Linked DNA regions of Danio rerio: all the other regions are linked to region 3. Evidence: chromatin contacts called from public Hi-C data. All regions are on one chromosome and are shown on one strand. The core of a region is the stretch at or near the end of the contact, and the rest is flanking DNA. Distances in the headings are between cores, read along the strand shown.

Region 1 (4,380 bases), core at 170-2,669, 140 kb after region 3:
TTGTTATATTATTCTACTTGGTCTGTATAGTCATGCAAACATTTGTTTTGTAGAGCAAGTACTTTGACCGTTTTTTGCCGTTTATTATTCCGTGTCATTTCTCCCATAGGCGACTGAAACGGAAGATCTAAGACAATCACAAAAACAGGCGCACTTCCGCATTTTAGAATAAGGTCAATAGGCAATCACTTCTGGTGCATTTAACCTCTTAAAGTCAAGAGCTATTTTAGGGTTTCCACCTTTATTTTGCCTACCCAATATTAAAAGCTTTCCAAAATCCACATGCAGAGGTGTAAATGCAAAAAAAATGGTTTTTATTTTAAAGAAAACCCTTTAAATTTTTATAAAACACTGTTGAAAGTGATTAAAATAATTGTATATGTGGTCTGTGTTATAAAAAAAACCTCTCCGAACCCCCTCTTTTTTTTTTTTGTAGACTCAAATTTGAAAGTGAAACCTTTTAGGTTCTGTGTGGTCTGGGTTGTTGTCATTTATTTTGGTGGTTACTGCACATTTCAGTAATCAGAGGAAAAAAATGTCATCATAATCTATGCAAAAGTTATTCTATTCCAACTGATGAGAGAACGGAACTACTTATGGTGCTATTGGGCCAGTACAGACCTTGACAATTTAAAGAATGCAGAAGTAAACAATGTCACGGACCCAGTACCACGCACGCACGCACGCACGCACGCACGCAGAGTTTAACAAAACAGATTTATGAAACATCATGTTCATTAAAATAAGAGTCAGACGACATGCTGGCTCAGTGGTTAGCAAGAAGGTTGCTGGTTCGAGTCCCGGCTGGGTCAGTTGGCATTTTCTGTGTGGAGTTTGCATGTTCTCCCCGTGTTGGCGTGGGTTTCCTCCGGGTGCTCCGGTTTACCCCACAGTCAAAACACATGCGCTATAGGGGAATTGATGAAATAAATTGGCCGTAGTGTGTGTGTGAATGAGTGTGTATGGGTATTTCCCAGTACTGGGTTGCATCTAGAAGGGCATCCGCTGTGTAAAACATATGTTGGAATAGTTGGCGGTTCATTCCACTGTGGAAACCCTGATTAATAATGGGACTAAGCCGAAAAGAAAATGAATAAATGAATATAAATGATATAATAAGGATAGAATAATCGCAGATTGTTGATCAGACTGAGTGATGTGGCTGGGTTTAGGGGGTGAAATGGGTCAAAGGTGTGTGTGTTCACGGCTGACTGCTCTCTGTGTGATGTTTAATGTGCTTTCCTGAGACGGATGATCAATCCCAGCATGCACTGCTCCTGTGTGGGGAACCAGCAGTTTCTGGAGCATTCCAGACAAGCAGTGGAGCGTACAGAGAGAGAAAGAGACTGTCCGTCACACACACACACACACACACACACTGAGACACACACATACACACAAAGTCACACACAGGCACACACACCCACATGCACTTACGGACATACTGTACAGTCCAAAACACCTACATGTACACACACAAAAACACACACACACACACACACACAAACACATGCATGCACAAACATTTAACACAACACATGCAACACACATGCACATTCAACAAAACACAATATGCATGCACACACATTCAACACAAAACACACCACTTCACACACAACACATGCACATACACACACACACACACATGCATGCACCCACACACGCAAATTCAACACAACACACACATACACACAATCTCTCTTTATTCCTCTACACACCAGTAACAAGTTGTTATCAGTGATTGTGTGTGTGTGTCAGTATGTGTGTTATAGTCTCAGTGTGTGTGTGTGTGTGTGTGTGTGTGTGTGTGTGTGTGTGCGCGCAAGCACATGTGGCTTTGTTCGTATTAGTATATATATATATATATATATGTGTGTGTGAGTGTGCGTGCGTGTGTGTGTGTTCCTGTGTGTATCTGTGTGTATCACCTGTATTTTATTATACTTATGTACAAATCTGACTGAGGGGCAGCACAGTGGGTAGCACGATCGCTTCACAGCAAGAAGGTCGCTAGTATGAGTCCCAGCTGGGTCAGTTTGCATTACAGTGTGGAGTTTGCATGTTCTCCCCGTGTTGGTGTGGGTTTCCTCCGGGTGCTCCGGTTTCCCCCACAGTCCAAACACATGTGCTATAGGGGAACTGATGAACTAAACTGGCTGTAGTGTATGAGTGTGTATGGGTGTTTCCCAGTATTGGGTTGCAACTGGAGGGGCATCTCCTGTGTAAAAGACACAGAATAAAAATGAATGAATAAATAAGAATGAAATGAATAAATGAATGAAAGAATGAAGGAATGAAATGTGACTGAACAGTAGGAAGGTTGTTTTAGAGTTAACCAACTCTTTTGAATCAATTCTTTTTTTTACATTTGACATTTTGTTCCTTCAGTTTCATTGATTGAATTGTCATTTATCATCTTCTGAACTCTCAGATCTTCATTTAAGACCCTCTGAACATTAAAAACTCCATTTTGCAGGATGTGTGTGTGTTTAAAGGATTCATTTAGACGGTTCAGAACAAAGTTGATTCACTGAATCTTTAGTGATTGAGACACACAGGCTGGCGGCTGTTTGATCTCCTGAGATGAACAAATGCAGTGCGGATTTAGAAAGTGTTTGTCGTTAATTGCATTGTCTCACAGTCACACACACACACACACACACACACACACACACACACACACACACACACACACCCCGTCACATTCTGACAGATGCACTGATGGATGAATGGCTCTATTAGACACACACTGCTTTATTTTCTCCAGCTCTTGCTGTTTTGTTAAGCCTCTAACAAGCATTGTGCATTACTGGAGACACTTTCATTACTGATCACTAGGGCCAGACAGAATCTGCGAACTTTTTTTGCCATTTCTGCTGAGAATTTTGTAAAGACTCTGCGGATTTATGTGGAATGATTTTGGGAGTATCATAACTAAAACCTTAATATATGAAATAAAAAAGTTACTAAGTTCCTACTCTCACCTATGGTCATGAGCTTTGGGTCATGACTCAAAGGACAAGATCTCAGATATAAGCTGCCGAAATCAGTTTCCTTCGCGGGGTGGCAGGGCGCACACTATTAGACAGGGTGAGGAGCTCTGAAACCCGGGAGGAGCTCGGAGTAGAGCCGCTGCTCCTCCACATCTAGAGAAGTCAGCTGAGGTGGCTCAGGCATCTGTTTCGGATGCCGCCTGGACGCCTACCTAGGGTGTTCCAGGCATGTTCCACTAGGAGGAGGCTTTGGGGAAGACCCAGGACATGCTGGAGGGACTATGTCTCTTGGCTGGCCTGGTAACCTTGGGATCCTCCCGGAGGAGCTGAGGGAAGTCTGGGGTTCTTTCCTAACGCCCCATTCACACGGGGCTTCAGTGTCAACGCTTGACTGAAGGTGTGTCTGAAGTTTGGGCTGAAGTGACCGTCATAGCAGCGTCAGCTAATGAAATTCCGTCAGCAATTGGCCACTGTCTAGCTGGTGTATTTGCATACAGCGATCTGATTGGCTGATGCTTCCCTCAACGCTTGAAAAGTTAAGCTAGTCCCAACTTCTGCAGCGAGCAACGCCTCTGAAGCGGCGCAGACGGATCCACAATTCAGTTTGGGAACACCTGACGTCACCCATTCAAAGTGAATAGAAAGCGTTGACGCTGACGCCTCGTGTAAATGGGGCATAAGACTGCTGACCCCCACGACCCGGCCCCAGATAAGTGGATGAAAATGATGATGATGATAATGATGATGAAATAAAAAAGTATATATTTTTAATTGTATTTATTGTTTACAATGCAAATCCATCTAGAACTACTCTATCATATTATTATAAAACTAATCTATCATATTATTTAATTATCTACTAAAAGACCGAAAATATCATTATTGTAAATAAATGAACGTTTTCATAATTGTCACTTTTATTACTAATTTTAATTTAAAAACTGAACAAACATAAACTTACACACATTTACACAAGTAAATACTTAGAGTCAATGATCGACTAAAAATCTGCACGGGCAGATTCTGTGTGGGCCTACTGATCACCTCTAAAACTCACTCAGACCAGCACAACAGCTCATACACAGCTCAAAATAAGACTTTCACCAAATTATTGACAACAATTCTCATTCACACTGCAAAAAAATGCTTTTGTTACCTGTCATTTGTCTTGTTTCTAGTCTGAATGTCTCAAAATTCTTAAATCAAGAAGCATTTTCTAGTCAAGCAAAACATATCGTCTTGTTTTCAGAAATCATTAGTCAAAATTAGGTGAGTTTTTGCCTATTTTCCTAAAAATAATCTTGTTTTTGCTTTAAAACAAGATTATTAAATTAGTTCATTTGACTTTTACTTTCTGAAAGCATATATACACAGCGCGGGAAATAAG
Region 2 (4,431 bases), core at 1,542-4,041, 210 kb after region 3:
AAATAATATAATAAATCATTCAATTCAACACTGAAAGCTGCAAAGCAGTCATCAGTAATTAAATAGAAAAATAATAAACACCTCAAGAAAGAACGGACAAAAGAAAGAAAGAAAAGTCTCACTTTTAAAAGTTTTGGTTTCGGTTCGTGTCGTTTTAATGCTCAGCCTCGTTACTCGCTGAATTACATCTTTCTGTGTTTGCGGAAAAGCATGCGAGTCAGCCGGCCCATTATATGAGGGGGGCAGAGCAGGATTCTCCCGATGCCCACCGGCGCAATACTGTTCTTTGTTATAATCCGCATCAGTTTAAACTCAGTAAAGGCGAGCTTCTTTGGCGATGGTGTTTTAGCGGACATTTGCGCTGTCGCAGTCTGATCTCACGAGGAAACGTATGAAAAAGTTACTAATTGCTGTGAGAATGTGTTGGCTGAACACGCAGCATGCAACGCATCGAGAGTCCGTGTACTTTTCACTCTTCAGCCGTTTCCCCGCGGTCACAAAAGCTCCCTCCCTGTCATCTGACAGCGGAAAGTCTTGAGTGATTGACAGCTAATATGAACCAATATAGCGGTGTTACCACGTTTTTAGAAAAAAACAAAAACAGATCACACTACAACCATTATATGCAGTCGCATGAATGCTCCCAATATATATTATGAGGTCGCATAGCTTAAATTTCGAGTGCATATGCGTCCAAAATGGTCGCAATTTCGAGCCGTGTTTTCTATAGAAGTCGCTTAAATTTTCTAGAAAGATGCCGAGTAATGCGTTGAATTGAAAAAAAATTCAGGATAGCTCATCTAACTCGTGTAGCATCAGAAAAATAAATCAAGGCTCACACAGGTAGCATCCCACATCTTGTGCTTTGTTCTTCTGTCAAGATATATTACAGAAAATAACTTAATCCGAGCATCAGAGAAAAAGAAAGTCATGCGCTTTACAAACAGTTCACACATTCACGCACTCACATAGACACACGCAATAGCGATGTCTCTTAAAGGAGCCGCACCCCGTTTTCACTCGTTACAGACACTTGTCAGATTTTGTGTTAGAGAGCAGGCAGGAGGCTGACTGAGGCTGTTTCTCAATATGCGTTCTTGTCTGTACTTGCATTCTTGTGTCCTCGTGAAACGTCATCAACCGTGTACTTGCTCTGCCCCTTTGGCCAAGAATGCATCGAGAGGTGACTTGTGCGAACTTGCGAAGCTCAGGTATCCCAGAATGCATTGCAGCGTAACCAGCAAGGAGGAAACCAGCACGGTTTTAAAAATACTCCTTTACTGTTTCACAAAATAAAGTTTTAAGAGTTTTCAGGTGAGAATGTAGTTGTTTTAAACTCGAATCAGCAGTTTATTCACAAAGATAGCGCTTCTTTAACGATGTGGCTCAACTTATGCGGACTCTGACTCCCAGCCTGCCAGCGGGAGCTCCGTCATCAGCTCCCCCGCCAGAGCAGCTTTACTTCGGCCAGGCCATCTCGGATGTACCGCTATACCTCATCACTCCATTTTTGTTAACATGTTATTTAATACATCTTGTGCATATCTAACGGACAGTTTTTGGTCTTATAAATCTATTGTTTGTTCTCAGGTGTATTATTTTGGCAGTGTTATTTTGTTACCTTTTATAATTGTCTTTAGTTATGTTACGGTGTCGTACGCTGTTTGTCTTTGTTTACCAAATTGTTTGACGTAATCTTTATTTCCTATTGTGTGTATAATTACCATTGCAGTTTAATAAATCTGATAATCAAATACGTGTCAGTGTAAAAAATTCATTCATTCATTCATTTTCTTGTCGGCTTAGTCCCTTTATTAATCCGGGGTCGCCACAGGGGAATGAACCGCCAACTTATCCAGCAAGTTTTTACACAGCGGATGCCCTTCCAGCCGCAACCCATCTCTGGGAAACATCCACACACAGATTCACACACACACTCATACACTACGGACAATTTAGCCTACCCAATTCACCTGTACCGCATGTCTTTGGACTGTGGGGGAAACCGGAGCACCCGGAGGAAACCCACGCGAACGCAGGGAGAACATGCATACTCCACACAGAAACGCCAACTGAGTCGAGGTTCGAACCAGCGACCTTCTTGCTGTGAGGCGACAGCACTACCTACTGCGCCACTGCCATAATCGATTTTTATCAATTTAATTGATTCGTTGTTGCAGCCCTAATCCGAACCCAACACGATTCGTTTATTCAACTCTGAGTCGACTAAAGAGTCAATAGTTTTAAACAAGGAGCACTTTCAGATTTAAACCTGGATGTGTTCATTCACTCAGAGCTGTGTTACACAGATCATTTTCAATAACCTATAATAGGGGCTCTTTAAAAATGTAGTTAAAATCTGATTAACTCAACATGAACATTTTTGTTGTCTTGACTTTTTGACAGTGCATGCAAATAAACACCGGTGGATCAAAATCATTCAGTATCCTCCGAGCTGTTAGATTAAACGTTAGGAAACATGTTTGGCAGTGCACAAAGTAATCTGCGCATTTCTCTTTTCATATTTCACAAAAAAAAGAAACGGGTCATTTTACTGCGAGACATGAAAGCGAAGCGCAAACATGCCCCCCGGTGATGCGGCGCAGGCCTCCGCCATTAAACCTTGTTTATGGATCACAAAGCAAACAATAACAAACAAAAGAAATCGCACGTAATTAGCAGAGGTGGCAATTTGAAACAGATGTGCGCTCTGGCCGCGGCCCAGTCGCTCTTAAATACACCGAGCAAAAAACGCTTCAAATCCTGCTCTCAGCCAATCAGGGCGGAGCTGGAGTCCCGGCGGCCCTGGGGTCAAAGGTGGCCCGAGCTGAAGCAGATCTGAGGCCTGGAGCCGAACACTATCATAAATCCAGCAGCTCAGAGGAAGACATGCTTTACAGCGGCGCTAAATCACAACAGACACACAGAGCGCTCTGTAAAGCAACACCGCCAACTCTAATTCACAATCAATACTTCACTAAATGATGCTGCATGAGATCCAGTTGAAGATATTGATATTCATTCAGTTCAGTTTCATTTGAGTCTATTTGTATAGTGATTTTTACAACGTGCTGCTTTACAACAGGCGAACATTATTGCATTACAATCACATTCGGTTATAGGGTTATAAGTTACCATTGCTTTACTAGTTACTAATAACTTTACCTAACTAGTAACTAATAGCTTTTAACAGTTAAATTTATTATATATTTAATTCACCTTTATTTCTGCACTGTTAACCCGAATGTTGTCTTTACATAAGCCATTAAGTTAAGTTGACTAAACATAACTTAAAATTTAGCATTTTGGTCTTGTCACTTACAAATACGAGTCAATTTAACTATGTACCATGAAAATGCATATACTTAAGATTTCAAGTGTAGTGAGCTCAAAAAAATTATTAATCCTTTGAAAAAAAATCATTTTCACAAATGTAGTCTTGACTGTAAAAATATGAGCAAACTTTTAAGTGCAAGGTCTTTTTTTTTAATCAGGAAACAAATGGCTTCAGGTATAATTATTCATCATAATGTGAATAAATGGCTACATATTTTTTGTTTAAAATTTATTGAAACATTTTTTCATAGTATGTTATTACACACACACGAAGTCAGAATTATTAGCCCCCTTTTTTCTCTTTTAAATATTTCCCAAATGATTTTTAACAGAGCAAGGAAATTTTCACAGTATGTCTGATAATATTTTTTCTTCTAGAGAAAGTCTTATTTGTTTTATTTTGGCTACAGTCAAGGCAGTTATTAATTTTTTTAAAACATTTTTGGGATAAAATATTAGCCCCTTTAAGCTAATTATATATATATATATATATATATATATATATATATATATATATATATATATATATATATTTATTTATTTTATTTTTTTAAGGTTTATTAGTATTAAATACTAAGTAGATTCATATTAAATACTAATGCGACAAACAATAGGAAACGTCCATCGACTATGGACCTTTTATTTATTATTAAAGTCTGTATTTCAGCATAAAACACAATTTAAGTATGTAGTAAAACAAAAGATACAATTTAAATACAAATAATTTTAGCATGAGCTCCATTTAAAGCTGTTGTATTTCTTTAAATGTATTGCATTATTTTTGCAATTAAGTCCAGTTTGAATTATGCAGCTTTCAATTTATTACCTTTAATAACAGCTTAAATCAGTCAAATGAGCATTTAAAGATGACACAAAAAGTGTTTTTTATTCCCATGTGAGTGTATAATAGAATCAGCATTGGCCCGGTTTACTCCAGCACAGTCCTACTTACAGTGAGACAATATAAGTGCGTGAAATAACACAAGAAAGCAACAAGTGTGCAAAACTCAGCCGTGGATTATCAGCACAACGCGCCCCCTAGTGGAGACTGATGCGTTTTGTGCAAATGCGCACCTGAATATGATCTGAATCAAT
Region 3 (4,095 bases), core at 765-3,264:
GAAGAACTATACAATACTCGACAATTTACTGTAGTAATGCCTAAAGTATAGTATATAATGTACACTGCAGTATTAAATAACACTATAGTATTTCCTGCAGTATTTTTCTTTCATGCAACATTAGATGTGTTTTCTGCATGGCCTTGTGGATATAGTTACTTTTAGATTTTACCACACTAACTGTACACAATACACCATGATTTACTATAGTGAAATCTAAAGTTTACAGCATTTATTAAAGAATACTACAGTTTCAAAAACACTGTATTTTTCTTTATGTGGGTTTTCATGCAACATAACATTTTTTTTCAGCATGACATTGTGAAAAACTATACAATACAGGACAATTTACTGTAGTAAGGACTAAAGTATAGTATATAATGTACACTGCAGTATTTATTAACACTATAGTATTTACTGTAGTATTTTTTCATGTTGGTAACTATTATATGGTTCAAAAACACTAGTATTTATTGCAGTATTTTTCTTTCATGCAACATTAGATGTGTTTTCAGCATGACTTGTGGATATAGTTAGTTTTAGATTTTACTACACTAATTGTACACAATACACCATGATTTACTGTAAGGCAAGGCAAGGCAAGTTTATTTATATAGCACATTTCATACACAATGGCAATTCAAAGTGCTTTACATAAACAAGAATAAAAGAAACAAGTAAAATAAATATAAAAACAAATAATAAAAATGCGTAAAAACAAAACAAAACATAACAACAGGTAAAATGTGATATAAAAGAATGAAGAAAAAGAGAAAAACATGATAGTGCAATCTGTCGGACGCAGCACACTGTAGTGAAATCTAAAGTTTACAGCATTCATTTAAGAATACTACAGTTTCAAAAACACTGTATTTTTCTTTATGTGGGTTTTCATGCAACATAACATTTTTTTTCAGCATGACATTGTGAAAAACTATACATGACAATTTACTGTAGTAAGGACTAAAGTATAGTATATAATGTACACTGCAGTATTTATTAACACTATAGTATTTACTGTAGTATTTTTTCATGTTGGTAACTATTATATGGTTCAAAAACACTAGTATTTATTGCAGTATTTTTCTTTCATGCAACATTAGATGTGTTTTCTGCATGGCCTTTTGGATATAGTTAATTTTAGATTTTTCTACACTAATTGTATAAAATACACCATGATTTACTGTAGTAAATTTGAAGTATACAACATTTATAATAGAATACTACAGTTTCAAAAACACTCTATATTTACTGTAGTATTTTTCTTTCATGCACTATTAGATGTGTTTTCTGCATGGCCTTGTGGATATAGTTAGTTTTTGGTTTTACTACACTAATTGTACACAATACACCATGATTTACTGTAGTGAAATTTAAAGTATACAACATTTATAATACAATACTACAGTTTCAAAAACACTGTATTTTTCTTTATGTGGGTTTTCATGCAACATAACATTTTTTAAAGCATGATTTTCTGAAAAACTACACAATACAGGACAATTTACTGTAAAAACAACTAAAATATAGTATAACAGTATTAAATAACACTATAGTATTTCCTGCAGTATTTTTCTTTCATGCAACATTAGATGTGTTTTCTGCATGGCCTTGTGGATATAGTTACTTTTAGATTTTACTACACTAATTGTATACAATACACCATGATTTACTGTAGTAAAACCTAAAGTTTACAGCATTTATTAAAGAATACTCCAGTTTTTATGCTGTTGTAACATTGATTAGCATACATTCTGTAATATACACATATCAGGCAGTGTAATATGGTTCAAAAACACGGTGGTATTTTTATTTATGTGGGTTTTCATGCAACATTAGATTTTTTCAGCATGACCTTGTGAAAAACTTGTAACTTTTGTCATCCGCGTTGAGTTCAGTGTGAAGAAGCCCGACCCATGAGAGAGAGAGAGAGAGAGAGAGAGAGAGAGAGAGAGAGAGAGAGAGAGAGAGAGAGAGAGAGAGAGAGAGAGTTGAAAACAGATCACCCCGGGGTCTCACCGCAAACAGTCGCGCTCTCCAAAAACTCTTGTGCTGTTTTTATTTCCCAAAGTTCCCCGCTCGTCCGCGCGCTCCCCAACACATGATCCCGCCCAACACAACTTGACTCGCTCGTTCTCACTGATGGAGCCTAAAAGTTGGAGAAAGTGAACTTTCTGTGAATGATTCCCGCCGCAGATGTGCTGAATCCGTGCTGCTCTCCGCTCGTGTTTTGATGGATGTTCGCGGGACGCGCTTCTGTTTGCTGGAGCCAGAAAGTTTGCAGTGAAGAAAGAGTTTGATCGTGTTTGCGAGCTTTGGTTCACTCTTCACAGCTGGTAAGGCATTTCTACACACGCTTGGACGCGCATGTTTATATTTTAGCGGAGATCTGAGTGTGTTTTAGTTTTGACTCGTGATGTTTTAAGTTTATTGTTGAGGCGTGTGTTGTTTAAAAGTGCATCGTAGATGAGGAGAGACGAGATTTTCGACTCTTGTTTGACTCCTGACACTGGAATCCCAAACATTCTCCTGCAATTTGATCCATATGGGGGAAGATGCGATCAGAAGGTGCCAGGCACCAATCCTGAACACATCTACTCATCCAGGCGTGCTAGAAAGAGTCTGTGTGTGTGCTTTAGGTCGCTCGTTATATGCTTGTTCACATTTCATGCAAAAAAATTAAATAAAAAATCTTGGGTTGTTTTAACCTGCATATAAATTAACTTTTACTTCACATTTTATTTTAGTATATATTTTTTTCGCTATTAATAAAACAGTTACTGAGACTTTTAGCGCAATAAACTACTAATTTGCTGTTTAATAATAATTAGCAAGGTTGTTGTTGGGATTAAGGGTGTAAAATAAGAAACTTTATAAGTACTAATAAACATACAATATCCTAATATACACATTTTTTTGCTATTAACAAACAATTAACTGAGACTTTTAGCTCGATAAACCAATAATTTGCTGTTTAATTATAGTTAATATGGTGGTAGTTTGGATTAAGGATGTAGAATAGGAGACTTTATAAGTACTAATAAACAGAAAATATCTTAAGAGACAGATTTATGCTATTAACAAACCATTAACTGAGACTTTTAGCTTACTAAACTACTAATTGGCCGTTTAATGATATAAATAAGGTATTAGGGATGTAGAATAAGAAACTTTATGAGTACTAATAAACAGACAATATATGCATGCATTGTAAAAATGCATGATTTTACACAATAGATTTTTGTTTAGTACAACATGAAGAAATTAAGTTGACTTACTACTACAAATTTAAGTGGATTAAGCATAAAATAATTAAGTTGTTCCAAAAAAATCCTGAATAATTTTGTTTTTTCAGCTCATTTTAAAATAAATAGTTTGACAAACATCTTTTTTTTTTAATGTAAGATGCCATTTTTGGCTATTAACAATCCACTAACTGAGACTTTTAGCTTAATAAACTACTAATTTGCTGTTTAATAATAATTATTTAGGTAGAAGTTAAGAATAGGTATTGGGGGTGTAGAATAATTAACTTTATACAGATATTTGCTATTAACAAATCATTAACTTTTAGCTCAATAAACTATAAATTTGTTGTTTAATAATAATTATTAAGGTAGTTGGTAGGGAATATATATTAGAAATGCAGAATAAGTAACTTTATAAGTACTAATAAACAGACAATATCTTAATATATTGTAAAAAAATGCATGGATCGATTTGTTAAGTACAACTTATACATTTTTGACCCAACCATATTTAACCAGCATTGGTTTAATATCCTTTTTTTTTATTTACAATCCACAATGTAAGAAATGAAATGATCAAAAAGTCATCACTAGATGTTTTTAGATGTTGATTACAAATGCTGCATGTATAAACCCAATGCTGGGTTAAATATGGACTTATTTTTACAAATTTAAGTGGATTGAACATAAAATAATTAAGTTGTTGCAAAAAAAAATCCTGAATAATTATGTTGTTTCAGTTCATTTTTAGATAAGTAGCTTGACAAACATTATTTTTTAAATGTGTAAGATGACATTTTTTTGTAAATAAACGACTAATTTGCTGTTTAATAATAATAATTGGTTA

Evidence for each region. Hi-C and Micro-C count contacts between places; a contact is called where the count stands out from the background.
Region 1: a contact with region 3 is called in a Hi-C map of an unstated tissue, with 4 times the contacts expected there. The contact joins the enhancer-like site here to the promoter of gli2b in region 3. A contact is called at or near these places in 1 of 18 Hi-C or Micro-C datasets (an unstated tissue) and 1 of 4 datasets of contacts at active chromatin or transcription factors (gastrula embryo).
Region 2: a contact with region 3 is called in a Hi-C map of hematopoietic stem cells, with 5 times the contacts expected there. The contact joins the enhancer-like site here to the promoter of gli2b in region 3. A contact is called at or near these places in 6 of 18 Hi-C or Micro-C datasets (caudal fin, embryo, fibroblasts and 2 more) and 3 of 4 datasets of contacts at active chromatin or transcription factors (caudal fin, embryo and gastrula embryo).

What each region holds. Positions count from the first base shown.
Region 1 is chr11:46,373,677-46,378,056 of GRCz12tu, forward strand. The region is part of intron 9 of gli2b (GLI family zinc finger 2b); the gene reads left to right. Among named protein-coding and RNA genes, the nearest start is that of gli2b, 140 kb to the left of the region's middle. Within about 2 kb of position 1,420, at least 4 of the 62 cell types and tissues checked have an H3K27ac peak or open chromatin away from gene starts, as enhancers often do.
Region 2 is chr11:46,446,415-46,450,845 of GRCz12tu, forward strand. No RefSeq gene overlaps it. Among named protein-coding and RNA genes, the nearest start is that of traf3ip2b, 94 kb to the right of the region's middle. Within about 2 kb of position 2,792, at least 16 of the 62 cell types and tissues checked have an H3K27ac peak or open chromatin away from gene starts, as enhancers often do.
Region 3 is chr11:46,237,658-46,241,752 of GRCz12tu, forward strand. gli2b (GLI family zinc finger 2b) reads left to right here and starts at 2,015. Exons shown (of 14, transcript NM_001015069.1): 1 at 2,015-2,336. It also overlaps a transcript of tmem63bb not described here.